Linked DNA regions of Sus scrofa: all the other regions are linked to region 4. The links are chromatin contacts, called in public Hi-C, HiChIP or PLAC-seq and promoter capture Hi-C maps. All regions are on one chromosome and are shown on one strand. Each heading gives the region's core, a stretch centred on a gene start, on an enhancer-like site or on the middle of the called end of the contact. The rest is flanking DNA. Distances are from core to core; before and after follow the strand shown. Region 1 holds the start of UBXN7 (UBX domain-containing protein 7). Region 2 holds the start of PAK2 (serine/threonine-protein kinase PAK 2). Region 3 holds the start of TCTEX1D2 (tctex1 domain-containing protein 2). Region 4 holds the start of WDR53 (WD repeat-containing protein 53).

Region 1 (6,534 bases), core at 2,890-5,389, 130 kb before region 4:
TGTTAACGGGATACTGCCATGGTTCAAAACATTTAAAAAAAAACATTCTTTTGGAATTACACTCTGATCCAGCAGCACATTCTCATGTTCTGAGAACTGATATGACTTCTGAAAGTAGTCAGCAGTCATTCAAAGCCATGTATGAGAACATCATGGGAGAGCAAACTAAGTAATATGGTAAAATGTGGCAGACTATAAAGTAACAGGACCGGTTTTCTATGTGCTTCAAATAATGGGGTTTTTTTTTGTCTTTTTGCTATTTCTTTGGGCCGCTCCCACGGCATATGGAGGTTCCCAGGCTAGGGGTCGAATCGGAGCTGTAGCTACTGGCCTACGCCAGGGCCACAGCAACGCGGGATCCGAGCCGCGTCTGCAACCTACACCACAGCTCACGGCAACGCCGGATCGTTAACCCACTGAGCAAGGCCAGGGACCGAACCCGCAACCTCATGGTTCCTAGTCGGATTCGTTAACCACTGCGCCACGACAGGAACTCCCAAATAATGTTAATGGCATCAGTGGTGAAAGTACATAGCTTCTCAGTTTGATCACCTCTAAGACCATCATTAAAAAAAAAAAAAACAGGAGTTCCCGTCGTGGCGCAGTGGTTAACGAATCCGACTAGGAACCATGAGGTTGTGGGTTCGGTCCCTGCCCTTGCTCAGTGGGTTAACGATCCAGCGTTGCCGTGAGCTGTGGTGTACGTTGCAGACGCGGCTCAGATCCCGAGTTGCTGTGGCTCTGGCGTAGGCCGGTGGCTACAGCATCGATTTGACCCCTAGCCTGGGAACCTCCATATGCCGCGGGAGCGGCCCAAGAAATAGCAAAAAAAAAAAAACAAAAACAAACAAACAAACAAACAAACAAAAAAACCTTAATTTCCCTTGGCTATTTGCTTATCAACGCGTTTAATCATGGGAAAAATGTTTATGATGTAATAATGTTAAATGAAAATTTCAGAATTCTAAATTATGTATGATTCGAAATGTAAAAATAATTTTAAAATAATTCAAGAAATAAAAGTAAGTATGTAAATAAGAACTAGAAGATAATATGTGAAATAAATAATACTGCTATTATGAGAATGGATTAGTGTTTCCTTTTTTCAAAGTTATTTCATGTTGGAGCTCCCTGGTGGCCTAGTAGGTTAAGGATCCACTGATGTGGTGAGGATCACTTCTATGGTGAGGGTTCAGTCCCTGGCCTGCGAACTTCCTCATGCTTCAGGCACAGAAAAAAAAATTTTTTTTAATTTTTAATTTAAAAAAATTATTTCATGTTGTTATCTTTTTAATATTTTTAAAGCCAGTCATTACTTCATACTCATATATACTCAGAGAGAGTTGTTCTATTTAGTGAGAAAATTCTTTCATTTTCTCTTCTACTTCTAAATGTCACAGAAAAGATAAGACTTACATTTTTGAAAATGCATTGCTCTTAACAGAATATTGAGCTTCCAAGTAAGCAAAACCTTTCTGAAACTCTTAAAAGTCAGTTTCATTCATCTAGCAATGAATAAATACCAAATACCTTTTTGTCATAAATACTACAATTTAATGTAAATATGTGGAGATCCTGTTGTGGCTCAGAGGGTTAAGAATCTGACATAGTGTCTGTGAGGATGTGGGTTCAATCCCTGGCGTCACTCAGTGGGCTAAGGATCCAGTGTTGCCACAAGCTGCAGCACAGGTCACAGATGTGGCTCAGATCCAGCATTGCTATGGCTGTGGTACAGGCCTGCAGCTACAGCTCCAACTGGACCAGTTGGTCCAGGAACCTCATAGGCCACAGGTTGCAGTAGTTCAAAGAAAAAAATAAATAAATAAAAAATAAAATTCATGTGCACAGATCCCTCCAAATTTTTTTAAGATATGTGAAAAGAACTGAAGGAATCAATCACGTGTTTCCAAGAGTTAATTACTATTGTTTAAAAAAATTATTATTTAAAATCCATATTGGAGTTCCCTTGTGGTACAAGAGGTTAAGGATTCAGGGTAGTCACTGCAGCAACACTGTGGCACAGATTCGAACCCTGGCCCAGGAACATGTGCATGCCACTGGGGTGGTGAAACAAAGATGAAAGGAAGGAGGGAGAGTGTGAGGAAAGAAGGAAAGAAAATCCATATTAAGAACAATCTAAAGTGTTTTCCCTTTTGTAGACTTCCAGATACCACTGTCTACTGAGGGACTCCAACTTGATTCAGGTATAGAAGGGTCTGGGACCAGAAAACAAGCCATGAAGACTGGCAGAGACAAACATTTAAAGCAATTCAGTGAGTCACTTCATCTTGCCACATTTTAGGTTTTGTCTATACCTACCAAAAATGTTTCATTTAAGAAATAACAGGCTGAAACAATCTGAGTTCCTAATGTTAGCATTACAAAAAAATTTTTAATATGCAGCATCTTAAACTACCTCTAGAAAATCTAAAAAAAGATAATAATCACTTCTATATCTGCTTTATAAATATATATAGTAATAACATATATACACAATAATTTCCTAATTTTCACAATAATAATGACCTGCTTACACACTGGGCAATGCATTATATTTCTAATATAACAGTCCAATCACAATTTTTAAATATTTTAGAAGTTACCATTTTATTCCTCATCCCAATTTTATTACAAATTTTATCACAAATTTTATCAACTTTGACATGATGTTTCATGCCCAAGAGCTAAATAATGCATCAAATATCTAGTTACCGTTACCAAGTAAAAAATAAAACTAGCTTTATAAAATGGCAACTCGCAAACCAGCAATGGTTAAAATATAAAATTTCATTTAACCAATTTTTGCACGTCAAACTCTAGATACATGAAAAGTAAAAAATGTTCTCCGCATCTAACAAACTACCAGAAAAAGTATAGGTCTGCTAAAGAGAGGGAACTAACACTGACCTCCTAAAATGACAAGCTTGAACGGCAAAATTACACTCAGGCACATGGAGTACTCTTTTCTCAAATCACTCCACAGAGAACTTCATCATTTGCTCCGCCCTCTAATAACTCATGCAAAAAAAGTTCAGCACCATCAGAGAGAAGACACAGAGAATTCACAGAATGGCTTGGGGCCTTTCCTCCAGGCAGTAAGAGGATCTGCGTGTGCCTTCGCGGGGGTCCAAAGGAAAAGAAAAACCAGGGGTTTGGGGGACACTGACATCCAGAAACTGATTTTCTCTCAAAGAAGTTTCCGCCGTCATTCCTATTTTATCAACTGGAGGCTCCGGCGCCATCGTCTTAGTCTTTATGATTTTATTATGGGGAGGTGGGAAACGCCACCAAGGGTTCCTCCAGGCCTTTCCTATTCAGGTGGGGGGGGGGTCCCCCTCAATTCCTCTCTTCAAACCTCAGTCTGGAGGGTACTCCTCAGCAACCCCCCACCCCTTTCTGGCGGCCTATCCTCCGAGATCAGTAAAGGCGCTGCTAACGCACCAGCCTCGCCGTTAAGGCGGGAGGGCCCGAACAAGCCACGGCCACAGCGATGGCTTCGAGGGGCCCAGAAAGGGGAAGGGCAGGCCAGGGACTGGGGGAGAATGACCTGGCTGGGGAAGAAAGGAAAAAGGAGGTAAGGGCATGTGCTGCACCCCAGGGCTGCACAGAGAAGAGGAGATGATGAAGGAGGAGGGCGGTGGCCCGGGTGCGGCCCCCCACCTCTCCCGCCCCCAGGTCCTCGGGCCAGCGGGGGCGGATGGGCCCGGCCCATGCCTTGGGTCTGGGCTGAAAGGGGGTGGGGAAGTCTCCCTCTACGCTGCGAGAACACCGAGAACCAGCGCATGGGGTGCGCGGGGGAGGGGAGGCGGTCTCCCGCCTGAACCCAGAGACCCGACGCCGTCGTCGCCTCTTCCTCAGGAGGGAGGACGGGAGCTGAGGGTAAAGCCCTAGGGAGGAATGCTTGAAGGTAAAGGGAAGACCGGGTCAGACCGGCCGCCCGCACCAGGCCCCACTCTCCACCTTCCGGTAACCGCGTCTCTTACCGGTGATGGCGGTAAACTGCTGAATTAACCCCTTCAGCGCCGACGACGCCGCGGAGCCCCCGTGGGCAGCCATCTTACCGCCGCCGCCGCTGCCGCCGAACAACAACACAGACACACACGGAACGCCCTCCCCCACCTCGCCGCACGGTTTGCGCAGACTCATTGACCGCCCCCAAGCTCCGCCCCTCACGCCCCGCCCCCCTCCCTGGACAGTCAGCGCAGGCGCACTTCCAGATGGGTCCCGGAGCGCTGTCCGCTCTCCGGGTTGGCTGTTCGATTGCTGCCTGCCGCCGCATCCTTCTTTACAACTTCTGGTGCCTTCCTCTTAAAGCTCCAAGGCCAGTCTGATAGACACGATATCCGTTACGGGTTTCCTAAGTAAGCTTCGGGCTTGGTAGGTAATAGGCTCTTCACGTTTCAGTTTCACAAGCTTTATTGATAGACCTGAGGATGAAAGTTTATTTTTGTTTTTTTGCAACTCCATAGCCCTCTGTTAGGTTTCCTGCAACTCCCATCAAAGTACAGATCCGGAGTTCCCTCGTGGCTCAGCGGAAACGAATCCAAATAGGAACCATGAGGTTGAGGGTTCGATCCATGGCCTTGCTCAGTGGGTTAAGGATCCAGCGTTGCCTAGAGCTGTACTGTAGGTCACAGACTCGGCTCGGATCTGGCGTTGCTGTGGTGTAAGCCGGCAGCTGTAGCTGCAATTAGACCCCTAGCCTGGGAACTTCCATATGCCGTATCCCCTAAAAAAAAAAAAAAAAAAAAAAAAAAAAAAAAGTATATTCGCATCTGGTCATCCTCCACCTTAAGAATAAAGTTAAAGAGGAGTTCCCTGGTGGCACAGTGGGTTAAGGATCTGGTGTTGTCACTGCTGTGGCTCCTGTCGGGCAGGATTTTCCTTAGGCCACCAGTGTGGCTTAAAAGAATAAAGTTAAAGAAACTCAATTTCAATTCTAGCCTCCCATGCACATTTATTGCCTCTACATAGAGAAATAGCCCAATAAAAGGTGGAACAAGTCATCTGGAGAATTGACCCTTCTAAGAGTCTGTAAATGCGTTTTTGGGGTGAATTTTTAAAAAATAACCAAGTCGTTGGAGTTCCCTTTGTGGCACAGTGGAAACGAATCCAACTAGGAACCACGAGGTTGCTGCTCAGATCCTGTGTTGCTGTGTCTGTGCTGTAGGCCAGCAGCTGTAACTCTAATTCCACCCCTAGCCTGGGAACCTCCATATGCTGTAGGTGCGGCCCTACAAAGCAAAATAATAATAATAATAATAACCAAGTTGGACTGCTGCTGCTACTTTCTTATCTCCAGTACCTGACCCCTCCCAGGACCCATGATGCCAAGGTGATGCCAAGGCAGCTGCAAGGGGTGAGGAACAGGCTTGAGCCCCACGAGAGCCCAGGGCTCACTCTTTTTGGGTCTCCCGGTCCACCCCACCTGAAGAAATAAGTGGTGAATTAGCCCCAAGTAAAAGCACAGTGTATATATCCAACTTGCCCTTTTCCCTGACAAACAATGACTTATATTGGATATCTTCCAGGTATGACAAAGTTGTAAAGGTTACTATAATGAAAGGTAAAGATACCGGGAAGAGTAAAGGGGTTGCATTTATTTTATTTTTGGATAAAGACTCTGCACAAAATTGTACCAGGGCGATAAACAACAAAACAATTATTTGGTAGAGTAATAAAAGCAAGCATTGCTATTGACAGTGGAAGAGCAGCTGAGTTCATCCAAAGACAAAACTTCTTTGATAAATCCAAGTGTTATGAATGTGGGGAAAGTGAACACTTAAGTTATGCCTTCCTAAAAATATACTTGGAGAACGTGAACCTGCAAAGAAGAAAAAGAAAAAGACAGAAAATTCCTGAACCAGAAGAAGAAACTGAAGAAGCAGAAGAAAGTGATGATGAAGGGGAAGATCCCACTCTGGACAGCCTCAGCTAGGCCATAGCTTTCCAGCAAGCCAAAACTGAAGAAGGCCAAAAAAAGAAAAAAAAGGCAGAAACCCAGTTCGGGGGGGTGGGGGGGTGTCCCTCAACGTCAGATGATTCAAGACGTCCAAGGATAAAGAAAAGCATGTACTTCAGTGATGAGGAGGAGCTTAGTGATTAAAATTATATTTATTATGTAAATATCATTTAAAAATTTTAAAGGGTGGAATACCAAGTTTGGTTGAGATGAAGGATTGCTTTTAGAATTTGAACATCAGAACCCTTAGTACCAAAGAGGTTTTTTTTACTTTAAAATGGTTTGTAGGAAGTTGAAAAGTAATTTAAAGTATCATGTTTCTATCTTGCATCAAGATTTGCTAATAACCATTAATCTTGAAAACAGTTCGTTTGAATAAAAAAGAAAACTTAAAATGAAAAACAAACAAACAACTTGGGAGTTCCCATAGTGGCACAGCAGTAACAAACCTGACTAGTATCCACGAGGACTTGGGTTCAGTCCCTGGCCTTGTTCAGTGGATTAAGGATCCAGCATTGCTGTGAGCTGTGGTGTAGGTCTCAGTTGTGGCTGGAATCTGGTGTTGCTATGGC
Region 2 (6,873 bases), core at 2,775-5,274, 180 kb after region 4:
AACTCCATATACCATGACCAAAAAAGAAAAAAAATGAATAAGCACTTTAGTTTTTAAAAATCAGTTTTGGAATTCTGTGTGTGGTCTCTTTTTGTTTATAGCCAAGAAAAAATGGGTACTGTTCTTTCCTGGTCATTGTGTTCCAGTATTTTTTTCAACTTTTATGGTTTATTTTTCTCAAAGTATCATGTAATGTTCTTTGGATGAAAATAACAGAGACATATGCTCCTTCAACTAAGGGTGGTGGTGGGGGCAGACTTTGTTGTGTGTGTGTGTATCTCAGTCATTTACCAGAAACTTAGATTATTTAGCTACATCTAATAGAGGATAGTACATGTATGGCTTGGGAACTGGGAATGTATATTTCTGCTCTAATTATTTCAGAATATAATGAATTCAAGGATTATTCTAGTCAGATAGTCTATTCATTTCATGACACTCATTTATATTTTGATGATTGATGCTAATTGCTATGATATGGAATCAAAGAATTTATGGTGAGGTGACCTCTCTGTGACCTCCCCCAAACTTATAAAACATACTACTGGCAGGTAATTGAATATAGGATTTGGGTAAGTTGAGAGAATGAAATAATGTAGAGTAAGTATGCTCTTCAGGATTGTCCTAGTCAGTGATAGGATGGTAGGTTTAGCCATCTCTCTGATTTCTTGCCCCTCAGACATTACTTCTGGGATTACCGTCTTCCTGAAGTATATCTTTTATAGATGCCCCTTCAGTAACTCCCTGTGGTTAGTAACATCTCTGCTTTTGTTTGATGATATCTTTATTTCACCCTCACTTCTATGACTGATAGTTTAGTGAGGTATATAGTTCTAAGTTTATTTTCTCTTGATAGTTTAAAAATATTTTTCCATTGTCAGATGGTACCCATTGTTGCAGTTGAGAAATCTATGCTAAATTTAATAGTTGTTTCCTGGTAAGAGATGTCTTTTCTTTCTTGTTTCTTTATCTTTGGTATCCTGCAGTTTCACTTTGTTGTATTTGAAAAGATTTCCTTCACTTATCCTGGTTGAGATTCACTTTGCCTTTTGAATCTGAAGGTTCTTGCCTTAAATTAATTCTGGAAAATTCTCTGCCATTATCTCACCATAAACTACCTCTTTTGATTTTCCTTTTCTCTCTTACTTGGGTTTCTCATTAGGAATGATGGAATACCTTCACAATCTAACCCACCTCTCAATCTTTCTTTCATATTTCCTTTGTCTCTGGGCTGCTATCAATAATTTCTTTAGATCTAGCTTCCATTTTACTAATTCTCTCTTCAACTGTATGTAATCTGCCACTTAACCCAAACATTGACCTTGGTTTCAGTTATTATATTCTTTATTTCTCGAAGTTCTGCTTGGCTCCTTTTCAAAGCTCTTTTGTCATTTAAAAAAATAGTGTCTTGCTTTCAGAGTTCCTGCTGTGGCTCAGCGGAAGCAAATCTGACTAGTATCCATGAGGACACAGGTTTGATCCCTGGCCTCGCTCAGGGGGTTAAATCCAGCGTTGCTGTGATCTGTGGTGTATGTCACAGATGTGGCTCAGATCTGGTGTTGCTGTGGCTGTGGTGTAGGCCAGCAGCTGCAGCTCCGATTTGACTCCTAGCCTGGGAACCTCCATATGCCGTGGGTTTAGCCCTAAAAAAAAGTGTCTTGTAAAAAAATAAATAAAAAGAAAAAAAAAAGAAAATGTCTTGTTTCTTATTCCTGTCTTACTTTGCTTAATCATTTTAAGAAACATTGGAATTATAGGTTATGGAATATAAACTATCTAAAGTTCATGGGTGTCATTATTCTGTTTATGGTTTCTTTTGATTCACTCATGGCTGATTTTCTCAGATGTGTTGTCATTATTTTTTGGATGTTCATGTTTAACTTTTTCTTTTTTTCTTTTTTGGCCACACCCATGGATTACGGAAGTTCCTGGGCCAGGGATCAAATCTGAGCCACAGTTGTGACCTATGCCATAGCTGTAGCAATGGTGGATCTTTAACTCACTGTGCCACAGCAGAAACTCCTTATGTCTAACTCTTGATAGCCTGTTTATCTCTGGGAATCCTTTCAGTTCTGGATTAAGAATGAGCCTGTGCAGTGAGAATTTGTATTTGTTTCTTCCAGACCTCTCAGCATTACCAGCCTGGGACACTTTCTTGACTTGAGGTTTCCCAGACAGTGTAGGTACTGTAAATTTGACCTTTCAAATTTGAATTCCAAAGGGTAATTTTTTTTTTCCCTTTGATGCCAAGTCCAGACTAAAACACACAGATATCTGCATGTCTCCCTGGACTGGTACAGGGGATTTTTTTTTTTTTCCAGTCTATTCTTATTTATTTATTTATTTTTATTTATTGTCTTTTTGACTTTTCTAGGGCTGTTCCCTCGGCATATGGAGGTTCTCAGCTAGGGGTCAAATTGGAGCTGTAGCCGCTGGCCTATGCCACAGCCACAGCAACACGGGATCCGAGCCGCGTCTGCAACCTACACCACAGCTCACAGCAACGCCAGATCCTTAACCAACTGAATAAGGCCACGGATTGATCCCACAACCTCATGGTTCCTAGTCGGATTCGCCAACCACTGAGCCACGACGGGAACTCCCTTCCAGTCTATTCTTGGAGCATATAGCCCTTTGAGTTTTCCAGCCTTGTGCAGGATTGCAGTCCCAACTCCTTGAACAGGGCCAAGGCCTTGTCTTTGGTCTCTTGTCTCTTGTGCAGTCAGTAAAACCATGGAGATTTGAGATAAGTAGTTTCTTTCAACACAACTTTGGCTTCACTGACATGCTTACCCCTCCAATTTCTTGCTCTCCCTTTGGGTTGAGTGGGAGTTTGGAAATCTGTCAGAGGTACTTCTCTTTCTTAAAAGCTTAGTTATGCCTTTGAAAGGATGTTCTCTTTTATCCAGCAATGTGTTTTTAATAGTGGGGGCTGTTTTTCAAGTTATCTAATAGTGTGCCATATTGCTCCTTGAATCTTTTCTCTCGTACTTTCCACATCAGTTGAGTTTTTTGCTTCACATCTATCAAAAGAACATACCCATTCTCCATTTTCACTGCTATCTCTTATGACAGTCATGATTACTGCCTCCTTTCTTCATTCCCTTCTATTCTTGAAAACCCAGAGTCCATTCTCCATGTAGCAATCTAGTGACCTTAAAGTATAAACCAGGAAACCTTCCTTCCCTGCTTACAGCTCTTTAATAGCTTGTTGGAATAAAATCCAGCCTTCTTACCATGTCATTCAGGATCCTCTCTGACCTGAATCTTGTCTCCTCAGGTGTTTTTTCACACTGCGCTACTCTTCTTGCACTAACTCCAGTTACACAGACCCTCTTAACTGACCTTAGAAAGTCCCCCCCCACCTCCTTCTGCTTGTAATGCTTTCTCCTGGGAGTTTCTCATGGCTGTCTCTTTCTGTTCTCAGCTTAAATGTCACCTCCTTAAAGATGCCTTCTCTGGCCAACTTATCCAAAGAAATCATCCTAGTTTTTTCTTCATACCAGGTATCACTATTTTAATTATTGTGTTTTCATATTTGTAAGTTACACAAAGTGACTTGTGTTCACCCTTGTATTCCTGATACCCAGCAGTGTCTGGTACAAATTAGACACCAAAATATTTGTAGAATTAGTGAACACATTGATGAACTCCTCCTCCTCCATGAATAAAACAGAGGCATTAATTTGCAAGGAGGCGCGACTTAATTTAGCACCAAAATACATTAATAAGAGTTGTAGGTAAAGGGCAAAATGGGTAACGGATGAATTCCCAGAAACAAATGTCTTAGAGCAGGTTCATATAATAACAGTTGTCTTTCAGCGTCTTTGGTTGGCACAGACCTGAGTGGAGACAATGCTGAATTACACGAGGCACTGGCTGTCTCTGTCAATAAAAAGAATACTAGAGATGGAGGGAGGGAGGAAAAGAAGAGAGATAAGAGGCACACATCTCTAAACTACAACTCCCAGCAGCCTCCGCGTTTGCCTGCCCACTGGGAGGCGGTGCCTGTCTCCGCCCGGTGGAGCTCCCGCCTTCGGCCCCGCCCCTGCCCGCTCCCCGCCGTCGCCCTCCCCCAGGGTTGTGGCCACGCGCAGCGGCAGCGGTTGTTCCGCTTCCCCTCTGGCCTGGGCCGTCGCCATTGCCGAAGGCTCCCTGCCCTCCCCTCCCGGCGCCCGCGGGGCTCGGCGGCCGCCCGGCCTAGCAGTAGAAGCCGCGGCGCTCCAGCGCGGCTCCACTTCCCGCCCCGCTTCCCCTTCCCTCCCCTCCCCGCCCCGCGTCGCTCTCTTGCTCGGGGCGGCTCCTGATCCCGCCAGGAGCTCGGCCGGAGGCTCCTCGCTGGGGCGGGGACCTTTCCTCGCCTGGGGTAAGTGTGCAGACAGGCCGGGACGCGGGCCGTCGCTCTCCTTCCTCCTTCCTTCTCCGCGGCCTGGCCGGCGCGAGCGGCCCGGGGCAGCTGACCTGCCCCGCGCGGGGCCGGGAAGCCGCCACCTGCGTGCCTGGAGCGGCAACTCTTGGGGCGGTGGCTCATTGTCTGCGCCCTCGGGCTGTTTTCTTCTCCGGTTTTAGCCTGAAATGGGAAGCTTGCTAGGCTGGTGAGTTCTGACTCTTCCTGGACCCGGCCCTGCCCTGAACCGTGTCGCGCCAATCTCTGCTCTCTGTCGATCTCCCTTCCCTCGCGTTTCAGCCTTCTCTTTTTCTCCATTTACTTTAGTGTTCGACTCACCGTTTCGGGGTTTTTAACTCGATTTTTTGTCTCTTACCGAGTTCCAGCCCCACCTTGCTACCTTTGGTCATCCCAGTTTCATTGCTTAGGCATATTGTCTGTAGTCCCCTTACTGGTTTCTAAACTGTAATCTGTGATATCTTCCATATTCCGGATCAGTAGAAACTATAGTTTTCCGAGGGTTTGAGGGCCTCCGCTTGATAACTGAGCTTTCGTATCTTCTCGTGATTCTTTGATCTTCAGCCAGGAGATGAATATTTGCTTCCTTAGGTAACTTAGGTGAAGGTTAGCTTTCACCATGTTTGGCTTTCTTTAAAATAACACACACATGCAAAACGGTACCGAAAATTCCTCAGCGGACTCAACTTTTTGACTAATTCTTTAAAGATAGAGTCATCCAAGAACTGAAGATTGGAAAGCAATTGCCATTGTTGTCAGTTGTCGTGGGGTTGTACCCGTCCTTGTCTCTTATCTTTAATGGAAACACTCTGGACAGTGAGAGCGTGATTTCTTTCCTCCTTGATGAATAATGCCAACTCCCATTGGTATAATTATCACAGTTTTGTCTTACAAGTGATCTATAGTTTTTTGTTTTCTTTTTAAAGCTCTGTTAAAAGACAATCAAAATGGTTAGGCCTAAAATTAGACTACGACGAGCAGTGTTTTGGATCAAGGTTGTGCACGTCACGTTTTTTCCCCTCCTCTGTTTGACTCTTCCGCTCTTGTAAGTAGGCAGGATATTGAAATGTAGAAGAATTTGCTCTGGGGGTTTGTTTTTGTAGGGTTACTCAAAAGAATAACATTAAATAAAGTTAGATTGTGATGAAGGCAGTGAATAGTAATTTTTAAAGCAGGTTAGAACTTGTCAACTTTGCCAGAAGCTCTGCGGCATTTATAAAACACACTTATAATAACTTCTACATGTTTTATATATGTGTATTTAAAAAATATGCATGTGAATGAAAAGCTTTGTTCATGTTCTTCTGCTAAGGGTATTGATTTAAGGCAACTCCTTTCATCCTTAGCTTTAAAATCTTTCTGGTTATTAATTAGCCCAAAACACTGACTTACGTTATGAAAAATGCACCTTAAGATGTTTCTGACCTGTAATATATGGAGGTATTAAACCCCACTTTCAGGTTTTGGTGAAGGAGGTTGACCTAAATTCAGTGAATTTTGTGTTTTCACTAGTTTATTGTTACCTAAACGACTTAGTCCTAAGCTTCACTATTGTCAAATTGGTGGTGTCTGTTGTCCTTACTTCAGTGACGTGCCTTGTTGGCCTAAGGGGTTAAGGTATGGAAGTGCTGGCGTGTGAAACAAGGTCCATTGAAGTCAGCCTCTCTGCCAGTTCTTTCTGTAAGCAGATACTTTTACTTGGGAAGAGTTCTGGGTGTTCTCCCCTTAGGTTGGGGCCTTGATTCCTAGTTTACTTTACCATTATTCAAAGAGAGGGTTATTCTTTGGGGCTTTGTGACATTAAGTACTAACCTGGGAAACCCAAATTCATAAAGTAAGTTTGTGGTAGGAGTCTGTCCACAAAACAAATGAATAGGGGTTTCTTTGGTTTTCTCATTTCTATGATAAGCAGATTTCCAGTAGACATGGTCATCAGTGATATATATGTCTTCTCAATTACACTTTTTTAAAGAGAAAACTTAGAACTTGTCCAAGTGGCTAAGGATAAACTTTCAATTATTTTAAAAGAGAGACCTTGTTCAGACAGCTAGGGATAAAATAAGTAGGTATTAAATTCTCCCCATGTTTAATCTGTCAATATTGATTAACCTAATATTTGAGTGTAACATTTCTTTTGGCTTTCTGAATTGTCTAGTTTTGATTAAAAACGTGAAACTGTGCCTTGTTCAAGTCTTTAAGAATTTGGGGTTCTGATCAGTTTTCAAAAGGCCTTCCAGTTAGAGGGCTAATTGCAGACCACGGGGCAGGGGGGAGAGGGGGTGTTAAGGTGCAGATCTGGGTTGACCCTTATAACCTTCTTGTACCTTGGTAGAAACAGAAAGAGGTGGAAGAAAATAGCCCCTGTTGCCTTAAAGAATTTTGTTTTCTTCTGGGAACGGAGTTGAGTCTCACTGCTTCTTCATTTTAGGATCACTAACCTGAATAAGAATAGTCGGTCTGAACATTCA
Region 3 (7,028 bases), core at 1,042-3,541, 210 kb before region 4:
ATTTCTTTAAAGTCTTTATTCAAAAGTCACTTTCCCAGGAGTTCCCTTGTGGCTCAGCAAGTTGAGGATCCAGCATTGCCACCACTATGGCTCTGGTTGCAGCTGTGGCGTGGGTTTGATCCCAGGCCCAGGAACTTCCACATGTGAGGGACCCAGCCAAAAAAAAGAAAAAGTTGGGGGGGAGCACTTTCCCTAGCCACTCTCTCTAAAACTTCCACCCTCCTACCACATCACTTTATATCTCCCTTTCTGGAAGTTATTACTATACTATACAGTTCACTTACGTATTCTTGTTCATTGTCCTACCCAGCTAGAACACAAGCTAGCTCAAGGCAAGGCTTTTTATCTGTCTGGTTTACTGTTATATCCCCATTCCTAGAATAGCACCCAGCACACAGTGGACAATAATTTTTTTGAAGAAATGAACTACTGAATACACGAATTCAGAGAAAAAAAAAAGTCTCCCCTAATTTTACCACCCTAACAATAGTATTAGCATTTCAGTTGTATTTATTACATATTACAACACCATGTATCTTTTCTGGGTTATTTTATATCCTATCAGTTGATTTGCCTATCATTACCAGAATTTTTTTTTTTTTTTTTTTTTTTTTTTTTTGTCGTTTTGCCATTTCTTGGGCCGCTCCTGTGGCATATGGAGTTTCCCAGGCTAGGGGTCGAATTGGAGCTGTACCCGCCGGCCTATGCCAGAGGCACAGCAACACGGGATCCAAGCCGCATCTGCAACCTACACCACAGCTTACGGCAATGCCGGATCCTTAACCCACTGAGCGAGGCCAGGGATTGAACCCGCAACCTTATGGTTCCTAGTCGGATTCGTTAACCACTGAGCCACAATGGGAACTCCAACCAAAATGTTTTAAATGTTGAGCTTATAATGTGGTTTAGTATTTGGTAGTACTAGTGGCCCCTTATTACTTTCTAACAGTATTCTCTTCAGTCTCTTGCCAGCTCATTCTTACAGGTGAACTTTAGAATCATGGACAAATTTCTAGGTTTGATCTGTTCAAAATATGATCTTCCTATTAACAAACATCCTATATCTGGCTCTTCCCTTAAGCCTTTTCCACTCTCAGTAAAATGTTAAAAGTTTTCTTCAAACAAGTCACACATAATCTTACAGGACTATTCCTACATAATACATATTTGTTGTTAATCTCGTTCTGTTTTACAACAGAAACACAGGTGAATGGCATTCTATGCATTTAGACTCTTTTACCAAGATAATTGAACATTTTTTTAAATGTCCCTTCTGCTCTCCAGAAAACTGCTATTACATTTACCACATTGTAACCAAAGTTCTTGGCTTGCAGTATTTGCCAGGCATTTGACTCAGGAAGTAGTTTCAAATAACAGAGGAGGGGCTTGGGAAAATCTTTTTTTTTTATTAATTTACATTTTTATCTGTGGAAATGAAGTTAGTGACGGATCCTAGAGCCCTAACTAACTGTCCTCTGCACAAGACTTTGTGCCTTAATTCTGGGAAGGTATTGGGGTAGCAGGCCAAAGGCCTCTAGATACTATCTAAGACAGGTCCCCTGCCCTGCAAAGAAGTTAGCGCATTCTGGCATATGTGTGCACACAGCAACCCTCAAAACATGGCCGAATGTTGTTTTCTGCCCCTCTCTTTATTCCATCCATCTCGATTCCTTTGTGCCCACTTTCTGAATCTCCCAGAGTCAACACCCACCGCACTAGTCTAAGGCGGTCCCGGCGCTCTAACACTGCACCTGCAGGTCTGATCCTCTGCTGCCCCCTGTAGCTAGAAGCTCAAGGAGAACAGCGCCCCTCTCTCCCTGTCCCCAAGCTCCGTCTCTAGCCCCGCCCCCCTCCAGTCCCGCCCCGCCCCCGCCCCACCCCCTTCCCAAGGCCCAGGCTACCAGGCGAGCTCTGCCTGTTGGAGGCAGACGTCTCAGGGGTCGCCCCCGCAACATCCCGTTCGCTACCCGCCTTTGCTGGAAAATGGGCCGCAGAATGTAGGTGTTCTCCGACTCCCCGGCGGTCTTTTCAGTCTCAGGCAGCCCATCGACCGCAGAGAAGGACGCGCCCACAGAAAAGGACTGGGAGACCGACATGGCTTAATCTTCTTCGCCTCCGTCTTTCTCGCGAAGAGGGCTTAGCGGGTGGCCGTACGGAGCTGGGAAACCGTCGCCAGGGCACCGTCGCCAGGGCGACAAGGCCGCCTTTGGCCCTGACGTGACGCGGCCCCGCGCTCGGCGCTGTGTGGCCCGCCCTTCTCAGCGGGCTCTCGCCAGCCTCCGCCCCGCGCCTGCGCACCAGGTGCTGGACCGGAACTGATCATGTTGAGTGACCTTAACTTCGGAAAAGAGTGGTTTGTCTCTCTCGGTTTTACAAAGCACTTCAGCAGACGGCAGCTCTTACTAACCGCGCTGCAATCTTAGGAAGTGACAGAGAATCTGAGGCCCTAGGAGGTTCGAGATTACACAACTAGTAAGCGGCAGGTGAAGTAAGCTGGACCCTGTGAGGGGTTCCAGTGACAGATCCTCTGTTTCGCATTTCTTGTGAAAAAACTTTAGTCTCCTGTGTCTCACTGAGTCCCAAAGAAATGATCCCAACAGTTAATGATTAGAAAAATGGAAAAGCAGGCATGGAGAAAAAGCAGTCAAGCAAGAAATTATAAAGAGATACAGGATTCCTATTTTCTCCTTGAGGGATTCGGATGCACTTTCTAAAGTTGTTTCTACAGACACGCAAGACCCCGCTAGATGACAATTTATGACCGCAAACGCATAGACCACGGACTAGTTGGAGCCCGAGATTCTCGACGATTGAGGTTCCTGAAACTTCCTTCTGTTGTCACATCACTAACTAATCAGAAGAATGTCGACGACCTGTTCATGAGCCCTGTGACCCTCACCCTTAATGTCGTCTTAAAAGCCGTTGGAAAATTTGCGTCTTTTAAGCACTAAAATAACACTGTGCGTTTCTACTCCACAACCCAGCATCACTAGATTAGCTTTGCTGAGCTTTGAGCAAGGGGACCCAAGTTTCTTTAGGTAACATAGAGACCTGACCCTCATCAAAAGTCTTCAAACTCCGGCCCACAGGCCAAATCCAGCCTTCACCCTGTTTTGTGCAACTTGTGAACAGGTTTTATATGTTTAAATGGTTGGGAAAAAATCAAAAGAATAATATTTCATGATAAGTGAAAATTACAGGAAACTTCAATTTCAGTCTCCATAAAGTCTTATTGTAACACAACCGTGCTCACTTATATATTGTGGAGTTTTTGTGCTATACTGGCAGAATCAAGCAGTTGTAAAAAGAGACCATGTGGCCTTCAAAGTCTAAAACATCATCTGTCCCTTTACAGAAAAAGTTCGCAGTGTCCTGCTCTAATCCATAACTGCCAACCTGTAGTTCTCCCAGCCTCATGTACACTCCTGATACAGGGCAAAAGTCAGAAAGGAGCAGACTTAAGATGCATTTCCTGCTTGTGAGCACCAGTCCCTGGTTCTGTTTTAGAAAGCTGTGTGGGGAAAAAAAAAAAAAAGAAAAAGAAAGCTGTGTGATCCTGCTAGCCTCAAAAACTAAGAAAAGAAATTCTCCCAATATCCCTCTTGACCAAAGCTCCCTAAGTGGGAGAGAAGGAGGTCCTCTGCGTTCTCAGTTCCACATCTAAGGAGCTGTGGCATCACAGTACTCCTCCACCCACACCATCCTGTGTCTTCCCTCCATGCTCTTTTTCTTTTTTTCATTACTCAATGAATTTATTACATTTATAGTTGTATAATGTCCCCTCCATGTTTTTGAGTATTCTTTTCCCTCAGCCTTTCCTTCCTTCTCTGCTAGGCTAACCATTTCAAGAATCAGTTCAGATACATCTGAAGCCTTCCTTCATCTCTCACAGATCCTCTCCTTAGTGGTGCCTTGTCCCTCCAAGCACTCCTTATACCCTTATCATATGACAATCAAATTATTGGTAGATGTTTTTCCCTAAATGGCCATGAGATCTTCAAGGACAGGGCAGGGTCCAAGGGCAAGCACCATGTCTCAGTCATTTTTGAATTCACAGCATGCATGGCAGTGCCAAGTACACAGTGGGTATTCAGCATATACTGCCTATTGAACTGCACTGCACACTGGTGGATTAGTCAGCTTGGGCTGCCATAACAAAGTACCACAGACTGGGTGGTTTAAACAACAGAAATTTATTTACTGGAGGCTGGAAATTCAAGATCAAGGTGTCAACAACTTTGGTTTCTACTGAGGCCTCTCTCATTGGTCTGCAGATGGCTACCTTCTGGCTGTGACCTCACATGGCCTTTTCCTCTGTGCTCCCATGGAGAGAGAGATCTGGTATTTCATCCATTTCTTTTTTTTCCTCACATCTCTTAGCATATTCTGAATTCTCACAAATATTTAGTTCTATCTCTGGGCTCCCTAGGCTGACCCATAAATTTGTCTGTCCATTTAATGTACCACAATGTTTTAATTATTATAGTTTTATGTTCATATTTAATATCTAGTAGAGTTAGTCCCACCTCATTGCCACCTTCTTCAGAAATTTCTTGGCTGTCCTATTTTGTTCATTTTTCAAGTGAACTTTAGAACCAGCTTATCTAATTCCATATCCTCTTCCACCAAATCTGAATGGTGATTTTATTCAGCATGTTAAATTTATAGATTAGCTTGAGAGCATTCACATTTTATGACATTGTCTTCCTATCAAAGTTAATGGTATGCCTTTATATTTGTTCAAGTTTATTTTTTGTCTTTCAGTAATATTTTAAATGTTTCTTCAATAAGTATTTTATGATTTTTTTATGTTTGTAACTAGGTTATTTTGATTTTTGGTTTCTAATGTAAATGAGACTTTCCCATCTCCTTATCTGTTAACTGCTTCTTGTTTATTTATATGAAGATTTTGATTCCAAATTTTTATTTTGTACCCAGACATTATATGGAACTCTCTTATTGTTTGTAATATAATTTATTTCAGTTCTCTAGATGTGAAATCTCATTGTCCAAATATAATGATAACTTTGCCTTCTTTCTTATTTTATATCTGTAATTTCCTTTTGATTACTTGCTTGGGATATTATCTCAAGAACAATAATAAGTGATAATGATGATGGTGAGTGTTGTCACCTTATTTGTGAGTTTAATGAGATTACTGCCAGTATTCCTCCATTAAACATGATGCATGGAGTTCCCATTGTGTCTCAATGGATTAGGAACCCAACTCGTATCCATGAGGATGTGGGTTTGATCCCTGGCCTCACTTGGTGGGATAAAGATCCAGCATTGCCATGACCTCTGGTGTAGATGGCAGACAGGGCTCAGATCTCAGGTTGCTGTGGCTGTGGCGTAGGCCAGCAGTTGCGGCTCCAGTTTGACCCCAGACTGGGAAACTCCATATGCCACTGAATATGCAGCACCCCCCCACCAAAAAAAGCATAATGCTGACTTTTGAGATATATTGTATTATGATAAGGAAGGACCCATATTTTTTCATTTTCTTAGTTTTATTAAGAATGCATGTTGGATTTTATCAAATCCTTTTCAGCATTTATGAAGAAAATCATTAGGATTTTTCCGCCTTAAATCTATTAATACAGGTGAATAAATTTCATGAAAAATTTAATCATGCTTTTATTCTGGAAATACACCCTAAATTGTCATTTTTAAATATAATTGAGGAGTTCCCATCGTGGCTCAGCAGTTAACGAATCTCACTAGCATCTGTGGGGACACAGATTCGATCCCTAACCTTGCCCAGTGGGTTAAGGCTCCTGCATTGCTGTGGCTGTGGCATAGGCTGGCAGCTACAGCTCCAATTCGACCCCTAGCCTGGGAACCCCCATATGCTGTGGATGTGGCTCTAAAAAGCAATAAATAAATAAATAAATAAATAAAATTAACAGAAGTTCCCCTCGTGGCTCAGCGGATTACGAACCTGACTAGTACCAATGAGGGTGTAGGTTCAATTTCTGGCCCTGCTCAGTGGGTTAAGGATCCAGCATTCTCGAAAGCTGCATGGTAGGTCACAGATCCGGCTGTGGCGTAGGCCGGCAGCTGCAGCTCCGATTTGACCCCCTAGCCTGGCAACTTCCATACACCGCAGGTGCAGCCGTAAACAGCATAAATAAGTAAATAAATAAAATTGACATATAACATCATATTTATTTCAGATGTATAAATATAATGGTTTGATATTTGTCTGTATTACAAAATGATCACCACAATAAGTCTATGTAACCTCCAGCACCAAAGATTAGTTACAAAAAAATTTTTTTTCATGTGATAAGGACTTTAAAGATTTACTCTCTTAGCAACTTTAAATATGCAGTACGGTATTATTATTAACTATAGTCACCATGTTGTACATCTCATCCCCAGGACTTAAATATTTTATAACTTATTTATCTTGTACCTTTTGACTTCCTTCACCCATTTCTCTCACCCACCCCCAGCTCTGGCAACTACTAGTCTGTTCACTGCACTATGAGCTTGGTTTTGTTGCTATTATTGTTGTTTTAAATTCCACAAGCGAGACCATATGATATTTGGCTTTCTCTGTCTGACTTGTTTCACCTAGCGTAATATGCTCTAAGTCCATCCATGTTGTCACAAATGGCAAGATTTCATTTTTTTATGGCTGAAAAGTATTCTATTGTGTGTGTATGTGATATATTTTTTGTCCATTCATTCACCCATTGATGGACACTTATGTTGTTTCTGTGTCTTGGCTATTGAAAATAATGCAACAAACATAAGGATGCAGATATCTTTTTTACGTTTTATATATTTATTTTTAATGTTTTATTATAGTTTATTTACAATGTTTTGCAATTTCTGCTGTACAGCAAAGTGACCCAGTTACATATATATGTATACATATAAATACATTCTTTTTCTCATATTAACTTTCATCATGTTCCATCACAAGTGATTGGATATAATTCCCTGTGCTATATAGCAGGACCTCATTGCTTATCCAGTCCAAATACAATAGTTTGCATCTACTAATCGCAGACTCCCAG
Region 4 (7,100 bases), core at 2,688-5,187:
TAAATTGTTGGATCCCACTCAAGACTCACTAAGTCAGAAACTCTGGGGTTGGCCCCCAGCAATGTGTTTTTTCTTTTTAAGACCACACCTAGGGTGTATGTAAGTTCCCAGGCTAGCAGTCTAATAGGAGCTATAGCTGTCGGCCTATAGCACAGCCACAGCAACGCCAGATTTGAGCCACGTCTTCAACCTACACCACAGCTCATGGCAACGCTGGATCCTTGACCCACAGAGTGAGGCCAGGGATCAAATCCAGTTTTTATTTCACAAGACAAAGAATTTATCTAGTCAGAAACTGCCATAGTTGCCTTATTATTGTCAGATATAATACCTGAATTTAGTTCACTTTACAAAGATAAATTATCCGAATATTGATTTGAAAAATAATTTAAAATAATCTGGCAACCTGCCTCAAGTTTCTACTCCTAACACAAAGTTAATTTTCTCTCACTTTTAGCCACATACACAAACAAAATCACCTACTAGAATGCAAAAAAAAAAACAACAAAAAAAAACACTAATCTAATAGTAATCAAAGTAACAGAAACATGATCACAAAATCAGATGTTGTAATTTTCATACAGACAGCAAAACAGAGAAAAAGACAAAAAGATACATTCTTGAACTCCAGCGGAAGCACTCAATTAGTAAGCAGAAGAAACTAACAGAGAATGAAGCAAATAAGTTTTAAAGGAGAGGTTTGGAGAGGAAATGACTCAGAGGGAGATAAAGACAGGGAACTCTGGTGGTTTAATTTTTGCTGACAAATACTGAAATCGTGAATAATATTCTATTATAACAAAAAGTTTGCCAAATGTTCCAGATAAGTCAAGGAAAAAGAACACAGCCCAATTTAAAATCTGCCCTCTACAGCTTTCAGATTTTGTGTCCATATAGGTTTTGGATCCCTGTTGGGCTATTAGATTTTCACTAAGAATAAGGCAGGGTTTCTAGTACTTCAATTTCTCTATCACAGGACTGCCCACAGGGAACCTCCATAAATGTGGACTGGCAGACAAAAGTTTTAGCAGGTTTTCTTCCTTCTCTCTTTCCTTTCCAGAAAAGATTAACTCAATTTCAAAGATACATTTGGTTAAACTCCACTCAAAAGTCTGGAGTTCCCGTCGTGGCACAGTGGTTAACGAATCCGACTAGGAACCATGAGGTTGCGGGTTCGGTCCCTGCCCTTGCTCAGTGGGTTAACGATCCGGCGTTGCCGTGAGCTGTGGTGTAGGTTGCAGACGCGGCTCGGATCCCGCGTTGCTGTGGCTCTGGCGTAGGCCGGTGGCTACAGCTTCAATTAGACCCCTAGCCTGGGAACCTCCATATGCCGCGGGAGCGGCCCAAGAAATACCAACAACAACAACAAAAAAGACAAAAGACAAAAAAAAAAAGTGTGAGAAGGTGGGCAAGAAATGAATTTTGTACTTAAAGAGACTTTTATAGACAACACAACACAGCTCCTGTAAATTTTCCTATAATGGAAGCAGTAGTAACTCTGGATTGTCAGTCTCACAAGTTCAAGGTGAGCTTCTCCTTAACGTCTATGCACCAGAGTGAAAAAATAAAGTTCTAATCTCTACATCACACGGATAATATTCACTGATCACCTAGCTAGTCAGAAAAATAAAAACAGACACCTATTAGAAGGAATGTTAGGAAAGGGTTGGGAAAGCCCCAGAAACCCACATATTCACATGTACACAACGATGCTAGATTCTTTTAACAGACTGCACTTTTGAAGCGATTCTGAGCCACCACAGTCAGATTCTTAACCCACTGTGCCACAGTGGGAACTTCTTGAGGCTTTTGCCATTGATCAAGAATTCAACCAGAGTGCCCCAAATCACTTATATTTAGTCTACAACATTAAAATCAACTGTAATATTTGAAATACATTCAAAGACCACCATCAGAAAGTGTTAAACAATCAGACTGCTATGGTAGAAGACAGAGGGGAAAAAATAACTAAATATGGGTTAAATCAAAACAATCTTTCAGAAAGGAGTTGGCAAGCCACTGTTTCTTGTTTTTCTTTTATTGGGACTGGAAAGCCTACCTGGAAATAGCTAAGTGCCACTATCCCCACATTCAGGTATGTCAGATCAACAAGCTTCTCTTCTCATAGGTGATACCTAAAGAGTCAAGCATGGTAATTAATAATTCACCCCAATGTGAATTAGTTTAATTAGATAATAGATTCCTTCCTTCCAACACCTAATGAGATCATGGAGTGGGGGCGGGTGGGTGGGTGGGAAGTTGGGGTGCTTTAAGAACATTTGTAGGAAGAGTGGAGTGCAAAGATGAAAGCTCTAAACAGCCAGAGAGCAGAAGAAGGGTACAGACATGGGAGAGGGGTCATGGTCATTTAATAACTGAATCCTCTCTACTCCATCCTGTCCTACTTCCAAGCATCCACTTGTCTTTTTCAAGTGTCTGTACCTTTAAAGCTGTTCATTCCCTCTGTTCATTGTCCCCTTCTCAGAGGAACTGACTTTACTCATCTCTGAAGAAGTAAAAGAAACTTTGGTGCCTTTCCAGACAAAACTTGGACCGCCTTCTTTGGATGCCCGATAGTTGACAGCTGAAAAATGAATAAATAAAACTCCCTAGCCTGAGATTACACTACTATTTAAATAATATGAAAGACAGTCACTATCACAGTAATAAATATGTCAACTTTTCTTCACATGTTTGAGTTTTCCAAAGTTAGTCTTGATGTGAGGATGCTAGACAGCACCCGAAAAGACTGAAGGGCTGTGGCACTGGCCCTAGTAAGAATAAAAAGAATCTAGATTACTAAGCTTGGGGGGAAGCATCTGGGAGGAAGGAACTGGCAAGTAATAATCAAATACCACCTATCAGAGAGTGGAGATGATAGGTGCTACTGTTTTTATTGGAGAACAAGAAATGGATTACAAACAGCGGGGGAGTTGTTTTTTGGAAAGATTCCTTACTACATAAATGTAAGACAGTGTAACTGTCTACTAAGGGACTCTGTGAACCCTATTATTATAACAATTATCTCAGAGTTTTTTTTGAGAGTTTATTAGGAACTCCCCGGTAAAGGGCCCCAGTAGAGTGCATGATTATTATTTTCTCTTGTCAAGCATCCTTTAAAGGCTGTCAGAAAACGTTCTGGTCACTTAGGAAAACGTAGTATGACCAAACAATGCTGAAATACTTTCCCTCCCAAGAAGCCTTCTAGAATTACAGCCTCCATGTCATTCGCCCTATGGAATGTTTAATTAAAAACACACTGCCTTAATTCACCTACTAATCAGTGGGTTAGTAGGAAAGAATGGAAAAAGTCACATTTTATCCAAAAGAATGTAGCACTTAAACGGCACTTTAAGGTTATCCGAACATTGGCGGGGCGGGGGGAGGGGCGTTCAAAGGTGGCGACCTCATTTTCCGTATATACGCTAGGACACATGTTGTGATAATCACTGGTACTAATACCAAGAGAGAACAAGATAGCTTGACCAGGAAAACACGACCTCAGCTGCCAAAGGTAAAGAAGATCCAACTCAAACCTAAGGTGGCGGACCCATAGGGAATGGCTAATAAGGAGAGGGAAGTTTCGTGCGTTAGGTTGGCCAGTAAGGCAGGGACCCAACTGACTCGGGGGAACCTTACAGGAAAAGGGATCCAGGAAAGCCGACGCGACACCACTAGACCAAAATGATGAAAAGGCACTGGAACATAGCCTTGAACCCACCAGCGCCAGCCTCATACCTGAGCTTCCCGCTTCCCTCCTAGGCGCCTGATGATGACCTCACCGGTGGGCGCCCAATCCCATCCAGCGTCGGGCGGGGGGCGCCTCAGCCAAACAGTCACATCCGGGGCCGAGAGGAATCGCGCGCAAGCTGGGCGTGCGCCCTTGCTTCTTGCCCTCAACCCGCATGGCGGAGCCACCGGCGCGTCGCGGGGAGGCCGGGCGAGTCTGGCTGTTCCGGCGCCCGCGCTGAGCCGCTAGGGAGGGGCGGGGGACGCAAGTGCGGCCGGTGCGTCTGCCCTCAGTGAGGCGGGGCGCGCGGCGGACGCCCCTGGGCAGGGGCGGGAGTGGTGGAGGGGCCGGGCGGTAGGCTGTGAAAGGGGCGGTGAACGAGCTGCTCCGGTCTCAAGGCGAGGCTTGGCCTCCGGAGCAGGGACGGGGGTAAGCAGCGGCGGCGGCGGCGGCCCTCGGGCCAGCTGGTGAGGCGATGGCGGCGCCGGGCCCGGGAGCTGGGGCAGCCTCGGGCGGCGCTGGCTGTAGCGGCGGCGGCGGCGCGGGCGCAGGCTCGGGCTCCGGGGCCCCGGGGGCCGGGGGCCGGCTGCCCAGCCGGGTGCTGGAGTTGGTGTTCTCCTACCTGGAGCTGTCCGAGCTGCGGAGCTGCGCCCTGGTGTGCAAGCACTGGTACCGCTGCCTGCACGGCGATGAGAACAGCGAGGTGTGGCGGAGCCTGTGTGCCCGCAGCCTGGCAGAGGAGGCTCTGCGCACGGACATTCTCTGCAACCTGCCCAGCTACAAGGCCAAGGTGAGGGAGCCCCACGCCACGCCGCTGCCCCCAGTCCCGCTCCTCCGCGCCACTCTCAGAGCTTCTCAGCTAAGCTTCTGAGTCAAAAGCCTCGCTTCACCATCCCGCCTTTCCACCGCTCCAGTCAATATCTTACCTCACCTCCCCCTGCCATAAAGATCCTCTTCTCTTTGGATTGAAGTTCTGCTCCTTAACCCACCTCACTTCCGTGATACACTTTTTAAAGGACCAGATGGTTTCCCAGCCCTGCTTTCCGTCACTCATTCTACTTTCCACAGTCTTTCCCCTTAAAAACAGATCACCCCATTGTTGTAGCTTTCAATACTCTCATCCTATTTTTCTCTCTGCCCTTTATTAGATTACCTCAGCTGCCTTAACCTTGGCTTGGTTTCTGAGATCTTTGCTTTCACCTCACCTTTTCCAAGCTCTGACTTATAACCTTTTCTTTATTTTCGCCCGAGTATTCCAATTCCCTCCACTTTTTTACAGGCTTATAAATGAGTATGACCCACGGCATTCTGCTAACTTTCAAGATCAAGACTAATAGAACATCCTCCCATCAGCTGTACTTAACCGTCATAATACTGCCATGTCCTACTATTATTGGCTACTTCCTTGCCAACTTTTTTATAGTTCCACCTTGATAGAGTGTCTCTTAAGTTCTGTTTGTCATCTAACATACTGCTTCCATATATGCTGCCTTTTTTTCCCTGCCAGATTCTTGTTTGTTGTCTTGCCTTCATTTGCAAATAAACATGTCAGATAGCAGACCATGGTAGCACTGAGAGGATTCTTCAAGCAATATGAACGAAAGGCCTTAAACTTGGGTTCAGTTGAATGGAAACAGCTGTACAGAGTAATAGTCACCAAAAGCATATGTGAGAGAGGATAAAGTCTAGAATGTGGTAAACATAAAAATAACATTAACAACTAAGAAGGGATGACATCCCCTTTTAATGCTAGACTGCCAGCGGGGCCAGAGTAAGGAGTAAATTGTTTTTTTCCATGTCAGATGGATGTAAAATTTATTCTTCTGTAATAAAACAGGATTTAGCTTAATAAGAAATATTTCTGTTAAATATGTCACCTGTCAGTTGCTTTTCTAGTAAGTGAAGTAACATGTTTATTTATGAGGACAGTATTTATACGTGATAGATGCTCAGTGGATACTGGTTATAATTCGTATGGTAGAGTGCAGAAGATTACAGTTCTGTCCTACTGTACTCGATTAACATGTGGGTTTCGTAAGTTTTATTTAACTTTTATTTTTCCATAAAGTTTATTGTTTTATTTTAAATTATTTGCAGTAGATATGGTCACATGATTCAAGATTCATATAATGAGTTGTAATAGATGATGTGTTCATGCGAGTCAACCAAAAGAAGCAAGGCGATGTAAAGCAAAATATTTTCCTTTTGTCCTTCTACCCCCACCACTCAGGTTGAAGGCAACCTATGCTACCTATTTCTTTTGTATCCTTTCAGAGATATTTTAGGTTTCTTAAGTTTTTCATACTTTGTATGCCTTTGTACTACCTGCACTCTAGGTTTTATAGACTTGTACTTATCACATGTACATTCAGATGTTGCAGGACATCTCCTGAGTATCTTGAAGATAAAAGATTAATTCAGAAGGAGTCAGATAGCCTAGTAGGGAGGTATTCAGTCTAGTAGAGGAGAAAAAAATATATAGAAATGACTAGTGGTTATTAGTTAGAAATGGTAGAAGTTGTTTCTGTTAGATATGTATATATATGTACACACAGTACAAGTTTAGTGAAAGAGATTTACAAGTTGATGGAGAATTGTAGAATGTTTGAAATTGAGATTGTATTTGAGCTGAATTTTTAAGATGGGGAGAATGTGAATATTTTACTAGGAGGAAATACCTTGAACAAAAGCAGGACAGTGGAAAGCTGAGGGTTTGTATAGCGTATATTTTTATTTTAAAAAGTTTGAATGCTGGAGTTCCCGTTGTGGCTCAGTGGAAACGAACCTGACCAGTATCCATGAGGATGCCAGTCTGATCTGTGGCCTCTCTCAATAGGTTAAAGATTTGGTGTTGTGGTGAGCTGCAGTGTGGGTCGCAGATGAGGCTGTTGGCTGTGGCTCTGGTGTAGGCTGGCGGCTGCAGCTCCCATTCAACCCCTAGCCTCAGTGCGGCCCTAAAAAGCAAAAAACAAACGACAGACAAAAATCTGTATGAATGCTAAGCACTGTGCTCAGTATTGCAGATGCAGTGGTAAATAAAAACAGATACAAATTCTTATGCATGCCTTTCCTATGGAGCTTACAGTCTAGTTGCGGGAGGGGAGTGGGTGTTAATCAAATTGTCACACAGTTGTAAAACTGCATTTGTGGTAAGTACTATGAAGGATAGATACACGGTGCTCTGAATGTCAATGCTCTGAATGTCAATAACGGAGAAATTTGACCTAAGTAGGGAGGCCAGGGAAGGCTTTCTCTGAGGAAATAATGCATGACCTAAGACCTGAAGGATAAGGATAAATAGGCCAGAGATAGAGAGAAGAGCCTTCCAGGAGGGAACCTGATGAGGATCAGGGACAGAAAATAATCAATG

What was found. Promoter capture Hi-C pulls out the DNA fragments that hold promoters and counts their contacts. A called contact is a pair of places that touch in the nucleus more often than the background predicts. HiChIP or PLAC-seq counts read pairs in DNA pulled down with a chosen protein or histone mark.
Region 1: a contact with region 4 is called in a Hi-C map of skeletal muscle, with 2.6 times the contacts expected there. The contact joins the promoter of UBXN7 here to the promoter of WDR53 in region 4. A contact is called at or near these places in 1 of 5 promoter capture datasets (liver), 5 of 47 Hi-C or Micro-C datasets (heart right ventricle, liver and skeletal muscle) and 1 of 2 datasets of contacts at active chromatin or transcription factors (alveolar macrophages).
Region 2: an H3K27ac HiChIP or PLAC-seq map of alveolar macrophages shows a contact between it and region 4. The contact joins the promoter of PAK2 here to the promoter of WDR53 in region 4. A contact is called at or near these places in 2 of 5 promoter capture datasets (fetal liver and liver), 1 of 47 Hi-C or Micro-C datasets (liver) and 2 of 2 datasets of contacts at active chromatin or transcription factors (alveolar macrophages and skeletal muscle).
Region 3: a contact with region 4 is called in a promoter capture Hi-C map of liver, with 4 times the contacts expected there. The contact joins the promoter of TCTEX1D2 here to the promoter of WDR53 in region 4. A contact is called at or near these places in 1 of 5 promoter capture datasets (liver) and 1 of 2 datasets of contacts at active chromatin or transcription factors (alveolar macrophages).

Annotation. Positions count from the first base shown.
Region 1 is chr13:133,687,388-133,693,921 of Sscrofa11.1, reverse strand. UBXN7 (UBX domain-containing protein 7) reads right to left here and starts at 4,139. Exons shown (of 11, transcript XM_021070161.1): 1 at 3,984-4,139. The coding sequence starts at 4,056. It also overlaps the pseudogene LOC100620593.
Region 2 is chr13:133,380,657-133,387,529 of Sscrofa11.1, reverse strand. PAK2 (serine/threonine-protein kinase PAK 2) reads left to right here and starts at 4,024. Exons shown (of 16, transcript XR_002337855.1): 1 at 4,024-4,366.
Region 3 is chr13:133,769,811-133,776,838 of Sscrofa11.1, reverse strand. TCTEX1D2 (tctex1 domain-containing protein 2) reads right to left here and starts at 2,291. Exons shown (of 5, transcript XM_021070165.1): 1 at 1,972-2,291. The coding sequence starts at 2,096. It overlaps TM4SF19 (transmembrane 4 L6 family member 19), which reads right to left. Exons shown (of 6, transcript XM_013991129.2): 6 at 6,775-7,028.
Region 4 is chr13:133,557,669-133,564,768 of Sscrofa11.1, reverse strand. It overlaps WDR53 (WD repeat-containing protein 53), which reads right to left and starts at 3,937. Exons shown (of 3, transcript XM_021070146.1): 1 at 3,739-3,937. FBXO45 (F-box/SPRY domain-containing protein 1) reads left to right here and starts at 4,082. Exons shown (of 3, transcript XM_021070155.1): 1 at 4,082-4,520. The coding sequence starts at 4,206.